Linked DNA regions of Zea mays: region 1 is linked to region 2. A link is a contact called in public Hi-C data. All regions are on one chromosome and are shown on one strand. Each heading gives the region's core, a stretch centred on a gene start, on an enhancer-like site or on the middle of the called end of the contact. The rest is flanking DNA. Distances are from core to core; before and after follow the strand shown. Region 1 has its middle 37 kb from the start of LOC118476275. Region 2 holds the start of LOC100384736.

Evidence for each region. Hi-C and Micro-C count contacts between places; a contact is called where the count stands out from the background.
Region 1: a Hi-C map of ear shows a contact between it and region 2, with 3 times the contacts expected there. The contact joins the enhancer-like site here to the promoter of LOC100384736 in region 2. A contact is called at or near these places in 3 of 25 Hi-C or Micro-C datasets (ear, endosperm and tassel).

What each region holds. Positions count from the first base shown.
Region 1 is chr2:5,021,586-5,029,316 of Zm-B73-REFERENCE-NAM-5.0, reverse strand. No RefSeq gene overlaps it. Among protein-coding and RNA genes, the nearest start is that of LOC118476275, 37 kb to the left of the region's middle. Within about 2 kb of position 1,941, at least 10 of the 20 cell types and tissues checked have an H3K27ac peak or open chromatin away from gene starts, as enhancers often do. A contact at or near this core is called in ear and endosperm, where this site is marked.
Region 2 is chr2:4,930,641-4,938,455 of Zm-B73-REFERENCE-NAM-5.0, reverse strand. LOC100384736 reads left to right here and starts at 5,766. Exons shown (of 5, transcript NM_001177203.1): 1 at 5,766-6,071. The coding sequence starts at 5,902. It also overlaps the pseudogene LOC103645831.

The DNA of each region.
Region 1 (7,731 bases), core at 692-3,191, 95 kb before region 2:
TGGCTAAGTAGAACAGGGGCGATCGTTCTGAAGGGGTGCCCCCTAGGTCTTATATACTCGACCGTGGGGCAGTACACGTGAGTATGATAACAACAAGTAGCTAAAAGATAGTGAACCTCTTGAGTTTATCCCTACGTAACCCTTGCCGACTTATCCTCGCATGGCTCTGTTGCATGTGGGCTTCAGCGCGGGAAAGTCGGGTCTCTGTTGCGATTCATTCGTTCGACGTTGTGGGCCGTCTGGGTTTGCACTAATCAGTCTCACGTCTTCTTTTCTTTGTTGGTTGTCTTTCCCTAGGCCCACGAAAGAATGACCTTACGAATTATTGGGCCCTTGGGCCTTTCGTGAGGCCTTTTACTTCTTTAGTGGACCCAGGGGATATCTATCCCCCACAGGCTTAGCCTGAGAGCTCTAAGAAGATACAAAGATTTTTGCACCCGACAATTTCATTTTCAGTTCCGGGAAATTAATCATCTCATCCAACCTCTCTTGAGAAGGAAATTGCATTAGAAAACTAGAGTGACACTTGGTAGCTTTCCAAGTACGGCCCCAGGGGAAATGAAAACTGAAATCCTTCTCAAGATCCTCAGCCGAGATCAAACCCTTAACAATTTAACCAGACCAATAAAACTATGGTTCGGTTTGTTTGATAACGGCTTGGAGAAATGAGAAGAGTAAAACCCTAGTCCATCCCCCGCCATCCCAACAATAGGCATGCTGGGTTTGTTCTGTTTGGGGAGAACGCACCGAGCGGTGTTGTGCGTTTCCTTGCGACAGATCTCACACCACAAAGATTTGAAGCACTCCCTAGCATGATGGCCATCCATACCGCTTTTTTGGCAGAAAACCCTACGCACCATTTCATTCTCTACTTTCAGAATGGTAGGGGGAGGGGTTTTAAGAATACCTGGCTGGCCGCCATCGCTGGAAGAAGAGATAGGGATGTCATCCTTGCCCTCAGGCTTTCCAGACCCCGGCTTCAAACGCCAGCTGAGGCTTCGGTTTTTTCCCCAAGATTGGGAACCCTGCGGAGCTTCCTTCGGTCCCCAACGGTCCCAGTTAGGGTTGCGATTCTTCGGATCCATCTGGAGCGGAGCCACCAAGAGACCCAGGAGAGGCCACTCCTCGGCAATCGTCGACGGACGAAACGGAGAGGAAAACCAACCACCGCAGAAACTAGCACACGACGAACACGGGAGCGACCAGAGACGAGAGAGACGCGACGCGAGATGAGGGAAAGAATGCGAACCCACGTAATCAGACGGAAACCCTAGACGCGTACCTGAAGGAAATCGTCCATCCCGCGCCGCCTCGACTTCCTGCCGCTCTGGGCCGCGCGAAGACGACACCGCGGGAGACGGATGCGAAGGGGGCGGCCCAAGATCCGCGCGCGAGCCGCTACGGGCCGACGATGAACAGGAACGCCACGCAGGAGAAGTAGGGCTCCGCCCCTTCTTTTTTTTTTCTTCGCATTTTTCTCAATCCTCTCCTTTCTCCGAATTTTTACATTATATATATGAGAATTAGTTAAAAAATTAATAGCTCCTATAGTATTATGAGGGGATTGCCCCGTGCCTAGGACTGAGTAATCAGATAACCGACGTTTTTCGGTTCGGTTTCTGGAAAACGGTAACCTAAATTTTATTTAGAAAAGTGAAAACCGATCCTTTGGTTAACCATATAGTTCGGTTTTCGGTTTACCGAAAAAAACCGATTCCCACATTGTCTAAACAGAGGAACTTGCTAGGTAAGGGTATACAGGCGGCAGCAGTACTTGCTCGACGGCAATGTGGAGTGCGTCATCACTCGTAATAGCGTGCAGCCGCAACAGAGCAAGAAGCATATTACTTGGCGTGTCTACTCTTTACTGCAGTGGCAATTAGCTGCACGAGACGACAGCAACCGGATCTCTGCAAATCGCTGCAAGTGCTGCACAAGGTGAAGCCGAGGCTGGAGGGCCGTGAGGCTGACTAGCTGAGGGCCTGAGGCCACGAGCAGCTCATGATGGACTGAGAGAGCGTGATGGGCTAAAAAGTCCTACTTCAAATGATGGCCCACATGTTTCCGTTTTCCGGTTTAAACCGAATAAAAAACCGAAAACTAAAATTAGTTCGGCTTCTGCAGATTGATAACCGAAAATTAGTCAGGTTTAATCGGTTCCGGTTTTTTTGTTCCGGTTTTTCGGTTCCGGTTCTGTGGTTTCGATGTTCGATTCTGTGTTGCCTGTGCATGTCGCGCGGATCATTTATACGGATTCGGCAAAGCAAAGTGGCCTCTTTGGCCAAATTTCGCTTCTGCGCGGCTTTAAAGCAAAGTGGTGCACCGCCGTGATAAGCTACGGACAATGGGACGGCTGACTGGCGTCAAGCGCCTTGGTCTAATCTAAATTCTCAATGATAATTTGTTCTGCTAGCTACCTCCACGTCCACAAGCGTTTTCATTCGTCCATAGTGATGTTGTCTCGCCGCCGACAAACAGTATGCTCTTATTATTTTATAATTTCGGATTCTAAAGATTGAAAAACAAAGAAATGAATAAAACTTCATTATAGGGCCTCTAGTGTTCATCCTGCGATCTTCAAAAGAAAACTTTTTGTGAACCTCGTCAAACGCCCAGACCCAACACGACCAAACCGCCCACTCGGCCCTCTCGCTTCCAAACCATCTAGTGTGGCCACGCGTCCCCATGCGCCCCACCACGACGGGCACACAATAGATCTGATGTTTTTGTAGAGTGCAGTGTGTCCGGGCACGATATCCCGCACGTGCGTATAACAAGGAAAGTTTCTTGTGGTCGTCGCCTCTGACCCTATCACTTTCGCGTAGGAGAGTCGCATAGCCTAGCTGCCATCGAAGAAGATGGCGGTGGTGGAGGCATGAGGCGTGACACCTCAGAACTCTTGCGATGTTTACAATTTCGTCTATGTTGTTGTCAGTCTCTTTCCTCTACAACTACCTCTAATCAGGGGCCAAGGGAAATAAACTTCGGTGTCGCAATGGTCCTAAGAGCAACTCCAATAACGCTGCTAAAAATTTCAAAAAAGGTTATTTTAAGGGAAAAGTGTGTTTTTCCGACTCTGTAAATGCAATCAACCCTAATTGAGGGTTTTGGTGATTAAACGACAAAACAAATAAGGTTTCTAACAAATATTGCTCCTAATGTATATTCAGCTTCTGTAAATATAAAGGGTGTAACAACTTTATTTGAGAAAGGGAAAAGGAAGTATCGAGGACAAAGGAAATACATCATGTGGTGCCTTGAAAATATTTCATGCGACAATCATACAAAACTTTCTATATTTCTTGATTCGCAGGGTTTATTTCTTCCTTAATAGTTTTCGCACAGGTAATGGTGTTTGTTATTGCTCAAGTCTCTAAATTCAAAAGCTATTTTGAAAACCAAATTCTTTGAACACTCTGTGGGTTCGACTGAAGTGAGGTTTGTGAGACGAAGATCCTTCCTGCTCAAAAGCAGTTGACTTAAGCTGAGTTGAACTTGTCTTCACGACATTTCAACTTAACTTGAGCTGAGTTGAGTCTTTCTCCAGAACAGCTCAACTTGACTTCGACTCTAAAGCTCTCTGGTCAAAACCAATTGAACCTGCCACAGGGCTAGTTCAACTTGGGTTTTCTCTTCGAACCTCTCTGGTCAAAACTAGTTGAACTGGACCTAGGGGTCGTTCAACCGATGTCGGGGTCAGTTGACTAGTCTGTCTTTCTGACTACCAGTCTGACTGCCAGACTGATTGCTAGTTTGACCGCAAGACGGTTGAACCAGCCCTAGGGGCGGTTCAACCGGTCCTGGCACTTTGACCCTAGTCAAACTGCTTCATTTTGAACTAGGTTTTTCTATGGTCCGAAACCGGATCAACTGGGGGTTGGTGGCGGTTCAACCGGTCCCACGCAGAAAAGTTCAGCCCAATAACTCTTTTTGAGAAGACTCTATAAATACCCCACATACCTTTCTCCTCATTTATGCTGGTCACCTCCCACAATTATTGCTTACCTAACTTGAGACATAGCACTCCTCCTTTACCTCTCTCGCACCCGATCTAGCTCTCAAATCGATTGATTGAAGGAGCCCTTGGTGTGATGTTTGTGCTTGTGACCTTCAGATTTGGTTCTACTCTCCCCTCTCGTTCTCATTTCTCGAGCTTGTTGCAAACACCTCTTGTGCGAACTTGTTGTTCTTAGAACTTTCGAGTTTCTTGATGGATTGGGGTTGCTTGGGAGACTCCAAATTTGTGGACGACCCTAAGAAGTTTGTATCACACGCCTTAAGTAGAAATTGATTGCGCCCAAAGATGGCATGCCTCGCGAAGGGATGACCACCACAATGGCTTAAAAGGCAGAGAGATAGACGTCTCCCAAATCGAGAAAAAGCCCCCGAGGAGAGGTACTCCCCCGGGGCTCGTGGGCTACTCTTGAAAGACCTCTAGCAACTGAGGCCCACTGGTCAACCAGGGGAGAAAGGCAACATGTACCCTGAAAGAATCGCCACCAGATGAACCCCGCGACACAGAGCCCGGGGGTGGGCGTGGTGGAACCGAATAGGGGTCCGAGCGTAGCAAAGAGAAACCACTCTAGTGGATCCCAAGCCTGGTTCAATACCGATCTGTCATAAATAACCGACCACATTAAACTGTGCCTTGCGTCGAGCCACAGCAGGGACACCGATCTGCCTCCCACTCATGACTATAGGTGTACATTTGGGCCGGGCCTGATGGGCCGGCCCGAAGCACGGAAAAAAGCACGGTCCAGGCACGGCACGACCCGAAATATTTTAGTGTCGGGCCAGCACGGCCCGTTATATCGGGCCGGGTTTGGGCCCAGGTCATGGCCCATGGGCGGGCAAGAGCACGACCCGTTTAAGACCGGCACGAAATGGCCCATATAGAGGCATGAAAAGGCCCATATATTTATTAAAACCACGCTTTCATTTCACACTTTCATATACTTGATAAAGAACACAAAGCTAGAGATAATGCTAGTTAGATGTTTTTTGTAGCTTTGAATTAGAGTATGTGATGTAATTTTACTTTTGTTATGAACATTAGACAATAAACTGAACTTACGAACTTTGTATAGAGCTGATTATACTCTTTTTCCTTCTAACAAAATGATTTGTAAATGAGGTAGTCATTGCATAGCTGTGGTAACTTTAATACAAATATTAAGTTTGCTTTTGTTCAAATTTATTTGTCTTATCTTTTATTTGTTTTATTATTTTTTTTGAATTTAGGGATATGATGTGAATTTTGGGCCAAAAACTGAATTTCGGGCCAAAAAATAAATTTCGGGCCCTAATGTGAATTTCGGGCCAAAAATGAATTTTGGGCTTTTATAATTTCAGGCCGCCCGAAATGAGCCCGACACGTTTAAGCAATTACGGGCTGGGCCGTGGGCCGAGGGCTAGGCCCGTGGGCCGGCCCGGCACGGCCCGAAATTCAAACAATACGGGCCTTTTCGAGCTTGGGCCGGGCCAGGCCGGGCGGCCAGAATATACACCTATACTCATGACCTACAAACCTCTCATTCCACAGAGCACTCATAACCTACAAACCCCTCGAACTGTGGCACATGTATGGCCCGCACGTTCCCCAACCGACGACACACTTATGACCTATCGGGACTAGGCCTGAGTGCACAGGCCACTGGCACGTCGTAACACGACGAGCCATGCCGAGCCTTAGGCTACGAAGATCGGGGGTCAGCATAGTCCAAATGATGGCACCCGGACCCACGTCGCCCACGCCGTCCATAATAAGAAGGCTTTAACCCATGGTAAGAATGTCCGGTTCTACCTTCACCAGGTGGCTCCTTTTAAGTAAGCCACTGCTGGTCGACCCCTTCCTTATCCTATAAAAGGAAGAGGCCGACCCTAGGACAGACAGGGGAGCCCGAGACAAGACGACGTCCATAAGACTAACGAATAGGAGGACCCAGAGGCCAGAGCCCCGCCGCCAAGCCAAGACTTAGCTAAGACCCCACTTTGTAACCACCTCCACCACAAACAAGAGAAATGGGAGCCTCTCCTCCTTAGGGGTGGGCGTTCGGGTTACCCGAAAATTTTGGGTCAAGTAATTCGGGTATTTAAAATTTCGGGTTTTGAGGATCGATACCCGAAATTACAACGAATTTTATAATACCCGAAAATTCGGATACCCAGAATTTCGGGTTCGGGTATTCCCAAACTACCCGAATTGTTGTGTCGGCTTCATAAAAATAAATTGAAAGGGAAATGTGCCCTTGGGTCATTTCTATAAATGTTTTGGTGATTAGATGCCCAACACATATTGTTTTAGTTCATATGTGCTAAGTGGTTGAGAAGTGCAAATCATATAACAAGGTATGTTTCTAGACTTAGTAAATTAGTTTTTTGAATACTAACATGTTCATCTAAGTGCTAGAAACAGTGCCAAGACAAGAAGATTCGAATTGGAAAGAGGTTGGCTGTGAGCAGCCAACATCAGCTCAGGCCTGGCACACCGGACTGTCCGGTGGTGCACCGGACAGTGTCCGGTGTGCCAGGCTGGCCGACGGTGAACCGACTGCTCTCGGGAAAACGACAGAGGCGTACGACTAAAATTCACCAGACTGTCCGGTGGTGCACCAGACTGTCCGGTGAGCCAAAGGCGCTCGCGGCCAACGGTCGATTGCGTAATCCATGGGCGACGCGTGGCCCACAGCAACGGTCGGTTGGGCACACCGGACTGTCCGGTGCGCCAACCAGCCCCGAGGAGCAACGGTCGTATGCGCCCGATATGGAAGGAGATCGCGCACCGGACATGAACAATGGATGTCCGGTGGTGCACCAGACTGTCCGGTGCACCACTCGACAGAAGGAAGGAATTGCCTTCCAAGTTGGTCTCCAACGACTCCTAGCTTCCTTGGGGCTATAAAAGATACCCCTAGGCGCATGGAGGAGCGCACCAAGCAATCTCTAAGCATTCTAAGACTCCCAGTCTCCGCCTCCGCGCATTTGATCGATTGTGTCGGTGTTTCGACCCCGGGGGTCCCTGGACCGACGAGTAAAATTGTCGCTGCGTGTCCCAGCCCAGATGGGTTGGCGTGAGACGGAACACAAGGGGGGAAGACCGTGGCTCGTGTTATCCTGCGCCAGGGGGGATGCGCTTGCAGTAAGGGTTACAGGCGTTCGCGAGGGAGAGAGAGAGAGAGAGAGAGAGCGAGCCTGTTCGTCAGCCCGTCCTCCCGCGCGACCAACCTCTCGCATGAGTGCCCTCGACCTTCCTTTTATAGATGCAAGGAGAGGGTCCAGGTGTACAATGGGGGTGTAGCTATATGCTAACGTGTCCGGCAGAGAGGAGCCAGAGCCTTGTGTACATGCCAACGTGGCTGTCGGAGAGGTGCTAGAGCCCTGTGTGCGCGGTGTCGTGGCCGTCGGAGGAGCGCTTGAGCCCTGTAGAAGCACAGTTGTCGGGGCTGCCGGGACCTTGCTGATGTCTCCTTGCTTTCGTATGGGGCTTGAGAACCGCCGTCGTCATGGACGCACGCGGGGTGCCATCATTACTTGTTTTACCGGGGCGAGCCAGATGGGACGCCGATCTTGTTCCCCGTAGCCTGAGCTAGCTAGGGGTAGGGTAATGATGTATCCCCTGTGGCGTGGTCGGTCCGAGTCCAAGGTCGGGCGAGGCGGAGACTCCTCCTGAGGCCGAGGCCGGGGTCGGGCGAGGACGCGATTCCTCCTGAGATCGAGGTTGAGGCCGAGCCC
Region 2 (7,815 bases), core at 4,517-7,016:
CTGACCAGGATGGAATATTCCTTTTAGGGTAGAGAAATATCTCTACAACTATTAAGAGCGAAATGTAGACTGCCCCCGCCCCCCACCTCCGCCCGCCCGGAATCCACGCCGCCAACAACCGCCCGCCAACCCCGCCGCCAACAACCGCCCGCCAACCCCGCCGCCGGCTCCGCCCGCCAACCCCGCCCGTCCGTAAAACGAACCACGCTCGCCCCCCTCCAAGTCGTCCATCGCCAGCCCGTCCCACTATCGCCTCTCCTCTCATTGCTCTCATGCTTTCCACTCGTTTCCCGCAAAACCCTAGCTCTGCGACATGCACCGCGGCGGCGATCGCTCCGGCGGCCCCTCGAGCGGCGGAGACCGTTCTGGAGCCCGGTTCCAACGGGGTCCCTCTCGCTGGTCTGGCAGCAGCAGCGATGGATTAGGGGGTAGCCCGCCCAATCGCTACTCCTCCCGCGGCGCGGCAGATTGAGGTGGTGGAGGGGGCGGTGGCAGTGGCGGGAGGTTCCACCCTTACCTCGAGGGCGACGCCGATGTCAGCCATCTTTGGGCGGCCCTCTGGTCGAAGAACCCTCTCAGGCAAGGCAGCTGCCTCGAAGGAACCAGCTGCCGCGGTGGAGGAACCAGTGACCACCGCAACCGAATTGGCAGGGGCATCCAATCCATCTCTTGTCATGGCGGTAGCCGCTAGAGATGCCTCGTGCAGTCCTGCGCTCGCCACCAATCTTTCCCGCTTCTCATGTCACGTCCGCAGCGTCTCCTCTTGTCTCTCCCGGCGTCGGAACTGGGCAAGGCGTTGCGGTGGTCGTCGAGCCTGGCGCTGCTCCACGTGTGTCGTGCTGGTGGTGTCCGCCGCGATGGGGCTCATCGCCTAGGCCGTGCAGTACTACCGCCTTGTGTTTGCAGGGTCAATTTGTGGGCCATCGACAACCAAGCTCCACTTCTGGTTTTGTGTCCCCTGTAAGATCAAATGGTGCAAATTAGCACTACATAAGACTTATCCTAAATTCTCTGGACACTCAGGTTTGATTTATCTTATTTTCAGCCACCACAAACATTCCTTTCAACCATGGAGTATGTGAAGGAGGCTCCACGTGTGATGCCAGTTATAGAGGCATAGAGCCATTGGTTAGTTCCTGGGCTCTGGTGGATGAATGAATAAGAGCACAACAGCTGCAGGTAGGCTGAACTGAGGAACATGTTAGTTCTAGAATTCTGATCTCAAGCTACTGAACTACTAGAATGAAAAGTGTGGTGTAGAATTCTGCAATACCATCATCATATCCTAGCTATCGGTGGGTAGGAGGCTGGCAACGGACCTCTACATAGCGAGTACTCCAGTGTGGTCTTGTATTGATTCTGTCTATAGATCAAACTCTATTTTCTGGAAAGGCCTAGCACCCTTTTTTCTACAGCAACACCTTAGAAGACTCTTTGCCGTGCTCGGGAGAAAGACAAGATGCTCTGTCATTGGCATTTCTACAATTATATCTGCATGAGGGGATATAGGAAACACTTTGCTCATCTACCATCTCTGTTATTATGCTTGTGATGTACTGCATATTCTTTTGCAGAAGGAATACCATCTGTTGGGATGTCACCATTTGCTTGTTGGTGGTCTACCCAACAAAGAAAAGTGAGCAAACTTGATAACTATTGCTTTGTTGCATATCATTCTGTATCTTCTTAGAATTACAGTTGTTGTACATCCATACCTAATCCTGTTAATATGCATTTGCAGCTTGCATCAGCAAATGCTTCTCAAATAATTCAGTCACTCCATGCAGGTTTTGTCCCAGTAAGTTGTTGTAGCAAAGGTTTTGAACCGCTATTCCTTCAAAATTTCATATTTATCAAAAATAGGGCCTGGTGCAGTGGTAGTCTCTCCACTTGCTGTTTGGAGATCCTTGAAAAATTAAGCAAGGGTAAGGATGTAGAAAAGTTCTCTTCCCCATACCCTTTCTTCTGTGGGAGCTTTTGGCACTGGGTACGCACATCTGAAGTTGTTGGCATGAGTGATATAGTTACTCACCCCATATTTGACAGCATATGGTGCTACTGGAACATGTATCATATTGTTATTTTTTATGCATGCACTATTTTGGTACTCGTGATAGTGCTTTTCTATATTGCACATTGAACGCTAAAACAAGTCCCATATGAATTATTTAGTATTAATTATTATAAGCAAGCATTAGATAAGTTCCATGCGCTCTCTGATTTGCAGCTGGAACCTAAGCATGATCAGAAATTAATATAAACTTTTGCTTATAGCATAAGACCCTTGTTTCTTGCAGGTTTTGCACGGTGATGCAGTTCTTGATGAATTATTGGTGAATTTTCAAATCAAAGCTTGCTGCGTTGTTGTTTAGGTTTTATGGACTATGAAGTCAATTTATTTTATTAAAAATAAAATTGATCTTATCTTTAAATGACCAGGACTGTACCATATTGAGTGGGGATGTCATTATACGACATCTTGCACAGCTTCTGAGTCCGAAATCTCTACAACTATTAAGAGGGGAGTGTAGACTGCCCCCGCCGTTACCAAACTCCTCCTGCTACCGCGCGTCCAGCCCCCGTGATGCAGTTCTTCCTTGTTGAGTTCTGGTAACATTCTGAGAGAAAGGGTGCTTTTGTAACAATTTGAGATAAAGGAGTGCTATTTCTTCCGTTATTGACATACTTGTAGGAGAGGAAGTCTGCTCTTCCTTGCTCAGTTCTGGTAACAGTTTTGAGATAAATTCCACTCGTGCTGTTACAGGCATATATTCAGTTTGAGAGAAAGGAGTGTTATTCAGTTTGCTCAGTTCTGGCATATGTACAGGCATATAGTCTGCTCTTCCTTACAGCAAGGCTATTAAACGGACGCACGGACATAAAAATACGTTTGGGAATTATATAAGAAAAATGGTCATTATAATGGTGTTACAATTTAATTTGTGATGAAAGGAAAAAATAGTTTACAGTCTTGGTTAGTAGTTTTTTTTTCCAGTGGTATATCACTCCCTTACCGGAGTGTGGAAGACTATGAATCCTAACTGCATTGTTTCTTCGCCATTTTACAAGGAAGGAACAAGCATCCGGCGACGACCGTCTCGATTGCGGGAGAGGGGAGTGCCCCTCGAGTATCCGCAGGTCTGTTTGGTAACTGTGTTGTTTCTTGCTTTCTGTTATTCATAGATCATATGGTTAAAAATGGCATGCGTATACAGAATCGAAGATATCATGAGAAATGATTTTGTTTTATTTATGTTCTCCATTTGTATGCTTTTTTGTTTCGTCGCTGTAAAAGTGTGTCCAATTTTAGTACCCTGTCTCTAATATATATGAACTATTTCATCCATTCATCAATTCAGGGATCCAACACTTGGACACCGACATTCGCATTCCTAGGAACATCGACCTGGGGGAAAAGTAAGGAAAGTTGTGCTGGTGTAGGAAGCAACAAAAAATCAGATCCGTTCTAGCTCTGTTCATTTTTATTCTTTTTTTTCTCTTGGGAACTTCATGTACATATATATATAATAGTTCATCAGGAGCCACAGGCCAAGCGGCGAGACGAGGCAGTTTGGAACTGCCATGGCAGCGGCAGCCGCCGACTTCCGATCCCGCCGCAGCTATGGCCGCCATGTCCACCTGTGCCCACTGGTTCGTTCCTGGCTCCGAATTTCTTTCCCATCCATCTCCCTTGCGCTTCCTGGTCCCTTGCTGTACATGGGTCGCCGTGTATGTGATGCGCTTGAACTGGTAGGCTTCTAAGTGAGACTTGTCTGCATTCTGCTCTTCGAAAGCCATCATATCCTCCGTAGCAGTCCCTGGTTGAAGGTTGGTTTCATATTTACTTCCTTGATTAGCACCATTGTAGCTTATAGAAAGTAAAACACTGACGGATGGTAAAGTCAGATCCCCATGAATATGGTCCTTTTCCACTGACCCAATATTTGCAGAGACAAATGGGATGATTCCACCGGGCTCATGAAATGAACTCACGATATACCTCCTCATCTAGGATGAGTTGATCCTTAAACCAAGCACCCCTAATACTGTTTATGCCTAGATCTGCCATGATTTTTTATTCAAGCTACGAAACAAATTACAAACCATAGTATTGTTTTCCTGATAGTTTATCCTTTTACATCACTAAACTTGATATTTCATTACAGAATGGAGTTCATTCCCTCTGTCCAGTTGTATGGTCAAAATATAGGAGATGGTTGATGATGTCCAATAGCTTGTGTAAGTCTCATTCGTCTTCTAAGATATTATTTGTAGTTGTCAGTAACCAGTGTATCTATTAATATATTGAGATTAAAATAACTGACTCAATAAAATATCAGGAGAGCTTTTCGTTGTATTGCTTTGTATTATAGTTATTCAATTAAAGGATACATTTTGTCATGGTTCTTCAATTGTAAGGTTACTTTTTACCTTGTAGTCTGAGGGAGAAGCACTTCCATTTGGTTTTGAAATGTCCAGGCGATCTGAATACTACTAAAAATTAATTAGCACATCAGCTTCTTTTTTTGTATTTAGCAATGGCCAATGAGTACTGTAGCTGACCTGTTCTCTGGAAATTGTTACTATCTTCCTTAGCAACATGCTTTTGCATTATGTTTTAGAAATGCCTCCACAATGATCAGTTACTGATCGTCGGTACGATGTCCACTAGCGTGAATTCATCAAGATGAGGTTTACAAATATATTGTATTTGCTATACGTGAGACTTTTGGATCCTCTGGTATCATTGTGGCTTGCATGTCAGTACTTTGTATAATAGAGATTATGCGAGTAATCTTACCAGTGATGTCGTTGTCGATCTTACGCTTGGTGCCCCTAATGACAATCTTATTAGGTCCATCAGCCTTTCCTGTTCTGAGCAAGTTGAAGTAGGCATTATTTGTCTGTTTGACCAACGACATCAATATTGTGATAAATTTCTGTTTTGTTTATCTACTACAGCTCAAGACTGTGACTAAATTTCAACGGATTAAGGTGGATAGCGTCAGATTTGAAAATGAGAAGCTTTAGGATACCTCGTATTGGGCTAACATTACCATTCCCATGGCACCGTTACCATTCCATGTTTCTAATGGACTAAGGGTCTGAGGCCACGCTTCTGTACGTGCCTACCGCCAAGACACCTTGAGCTACACATGTGGTTTGTTATTATCTTGAAAGCGTAATTGTGCCAATACTATAACCTTAATATGCTTGCTTGATCTATATTTTTTGTGCCATCAAGAATGAGTCAATTAGATAAGGATATATGTTAGCTTTGTCAGTATTGTCTGAGTCTTTAAGCGTAGCAGTAAAAGTTTTGGCATACCATTATTTTAGTTATTATGATTTGAACAACCTGTTTTATATAGGGAGCTCGTGGCAAATGCATCCTCACAACAGGACGATGGAGCTCAAAGGGTCAAGTGGTGGCTCGCTCGGACTCGCGCTCCTCTGCAACAAGGCACTGTTCCCCATGAGGGTTCCCATTACCATTGCGCTCGCGTCGCCTGTCACTAGGGCTCTGAGCCATTAGATGCTCGTCAATTTATGTAAATTTATGTTCCGTTGCAATGCACGAGCACATACCTATAAGATATTAAGATCAAAGATAGTATATATATTGTTTGTTTTCATGTATTACCTAACACTGTCTAGATGTACATAAATTACCATGATATTATATATTCCCGTTGCAACGCACGGGCACTCATCTAGTGGTAGTATAAGTGCGGATAGCCTTACATGCGCCGTTTGCGGTACTACACAGTTTCATCACATAGTTGCTGGCGGCTGGCCGGCCTCTTTCTCTTTCTCGTTTCTGCCCCCTCTGCTTGCCCCCCTTTCATCTCAGGCGTCGAAGAGAGAGAGAGAGAGAGAGAGGAGTTGCAAGTTGGTGAGATGGATCTGTTGGAGCGGAATATTAAGACGGAGACGGAGGAGACGCGCAAGGAACAGGAGCGTAAGGAGGAGGAGGCGGAGGCGGAGGCGGAGGCGGGGGAGAGGAAGACCCAGGAGCCGCCGCAGCAAGGCCAGGGCCTCAGCCTCTCACTCGCCAACGGCAGTGGCAGGTACCTAGCCTCACCTCTCCGAGACTCCCCGCACCGCACCGCCGAGTCCAGCGAGGGCTCTGCTTCCCTGGAGTGGTTCGCGGCTGTCTAGTCCCTCGATTGGTGGCCTGGTGGGGGAAATTTGAGTTCCTTCTCTCGTTCGTCTCCCCCGCGCTTTCCCCTCTTTCCTGTTCTCGGCGGTTGACGCGCTTTAGCACTTGCCACCCCAGCTTTTCGCGTTAACTGTGGAAGTGCCACGTGGGATGGGCCTTGGGCTGTGGCCGTACCTTTCGCTGGGTCAAATCTGATTGCGGGCTTGCGGCCGCTCCTCCGGGCGAGGATACGGAGCCGGCGTGGCGGATCCGGGAAGGCGTGTTCGCCCTCTCCTCGGCTCCTCGCTCGCAGGCGAAATCCCCTTCGGTTCTGTCTATCGCTCCTGCTTTCCACTCTCTCCTGCTGTCGCGAAGCTGTAACCTGATTTCGGTGTAGTCTTATGTTAGCGTCAAATGTTCTTATCCATATTCCTTCTGCTGGGAAGGGGTTCATCAGTTGCCTGAAACCTTCGTTTCCGGTCCTCACTCATCTTGCTGTCATTAGCTGTCTTGCGTTTCTATCTACCCTATTATATGGATATTGTCATACTGATATATCATTATGGTGAACGCGAAACTGAACTCGGTGACTGGCTTAGCGCCAAATGTTTGCTTCCTTTTGTTTTATACTAGGGCACTCAGTTCAGTTTGTCTACTTTGGGTCCTTAATCAAATCTAAATTAAATGGGAGAGACGATTTGTTCATTTGTTTCGGCCAAAATGGTTGCCCTTTTTTCATGGTTGTTGGGCTTTTGTAAAGAACTTCAGCAGATGGCGTGCAGATCCAAGCAACCCTTTCCCATCTTTTGTTGTATACAATTGTTTAAAGCTTTATTTACGAAAGGTTGTAAACGGAATTTCAGAATCAGATTAACGACGGATAACTGCTACTGTTTGCAACGCAAACCTTTAGTTGGAGAAATGTGAAACACGCGTAGATCTGATGAAAGTTGAGTTTAACAGGCAATAATTCCATTCTGCTGCCAAGGACCTTATGCTATAGTGCTAGACTGTGTGATAGGGGACCAAGGACGCAGAGTCTGCCAAACCCTGCAAACCCATTGGGGACATTGAACTGGTCCTTAAAATTTCCTCTGATGTTAAGCTACTTTTTCCTTGAACCGGACCATGTTTTGCAGATTTGTCTGTTGTGCTATAATTAGTTGTTCAGTATGCTTCTTCAGAAGCATTTATTTGTTTTGCTTCGACAGTTCTAGAACATTTAGTGTATGGTTCTGCTATTTTCAGTTCCATTTTATTTCCTGGTTAGTTGTTATCAGCCAGGCTTTGAACAATATGGACATCTGCACTAATCAGATTGGACAGACCCAGTTGATAGCGGCTCCCACTCATAACCGAGGCAGCCTTACCCTTGTTTTTTAGAGAGGCTGCATTGAACACAAGACCTTTAAGAACTTTGTGACTGACAAAATGCTTTGCGATATCTGTACTGCTAAGTCCCTATAAATGGTTTGAAAGCCACTGTCCAGAAGGCAATCCATTTGTGAATGGCCAAGACGCCAAGTAGATGTATCCTTCTATTAGAAATCTATCTCCATTTTCCGTCCATTAGGAAGTAGGATGACTGTTTTCCTGTACCCCGCACATGCATTTTATCTCATGCTAGTGCTGAACCTATCACATGGCATTATTTCATGATTTAATCTGAACTA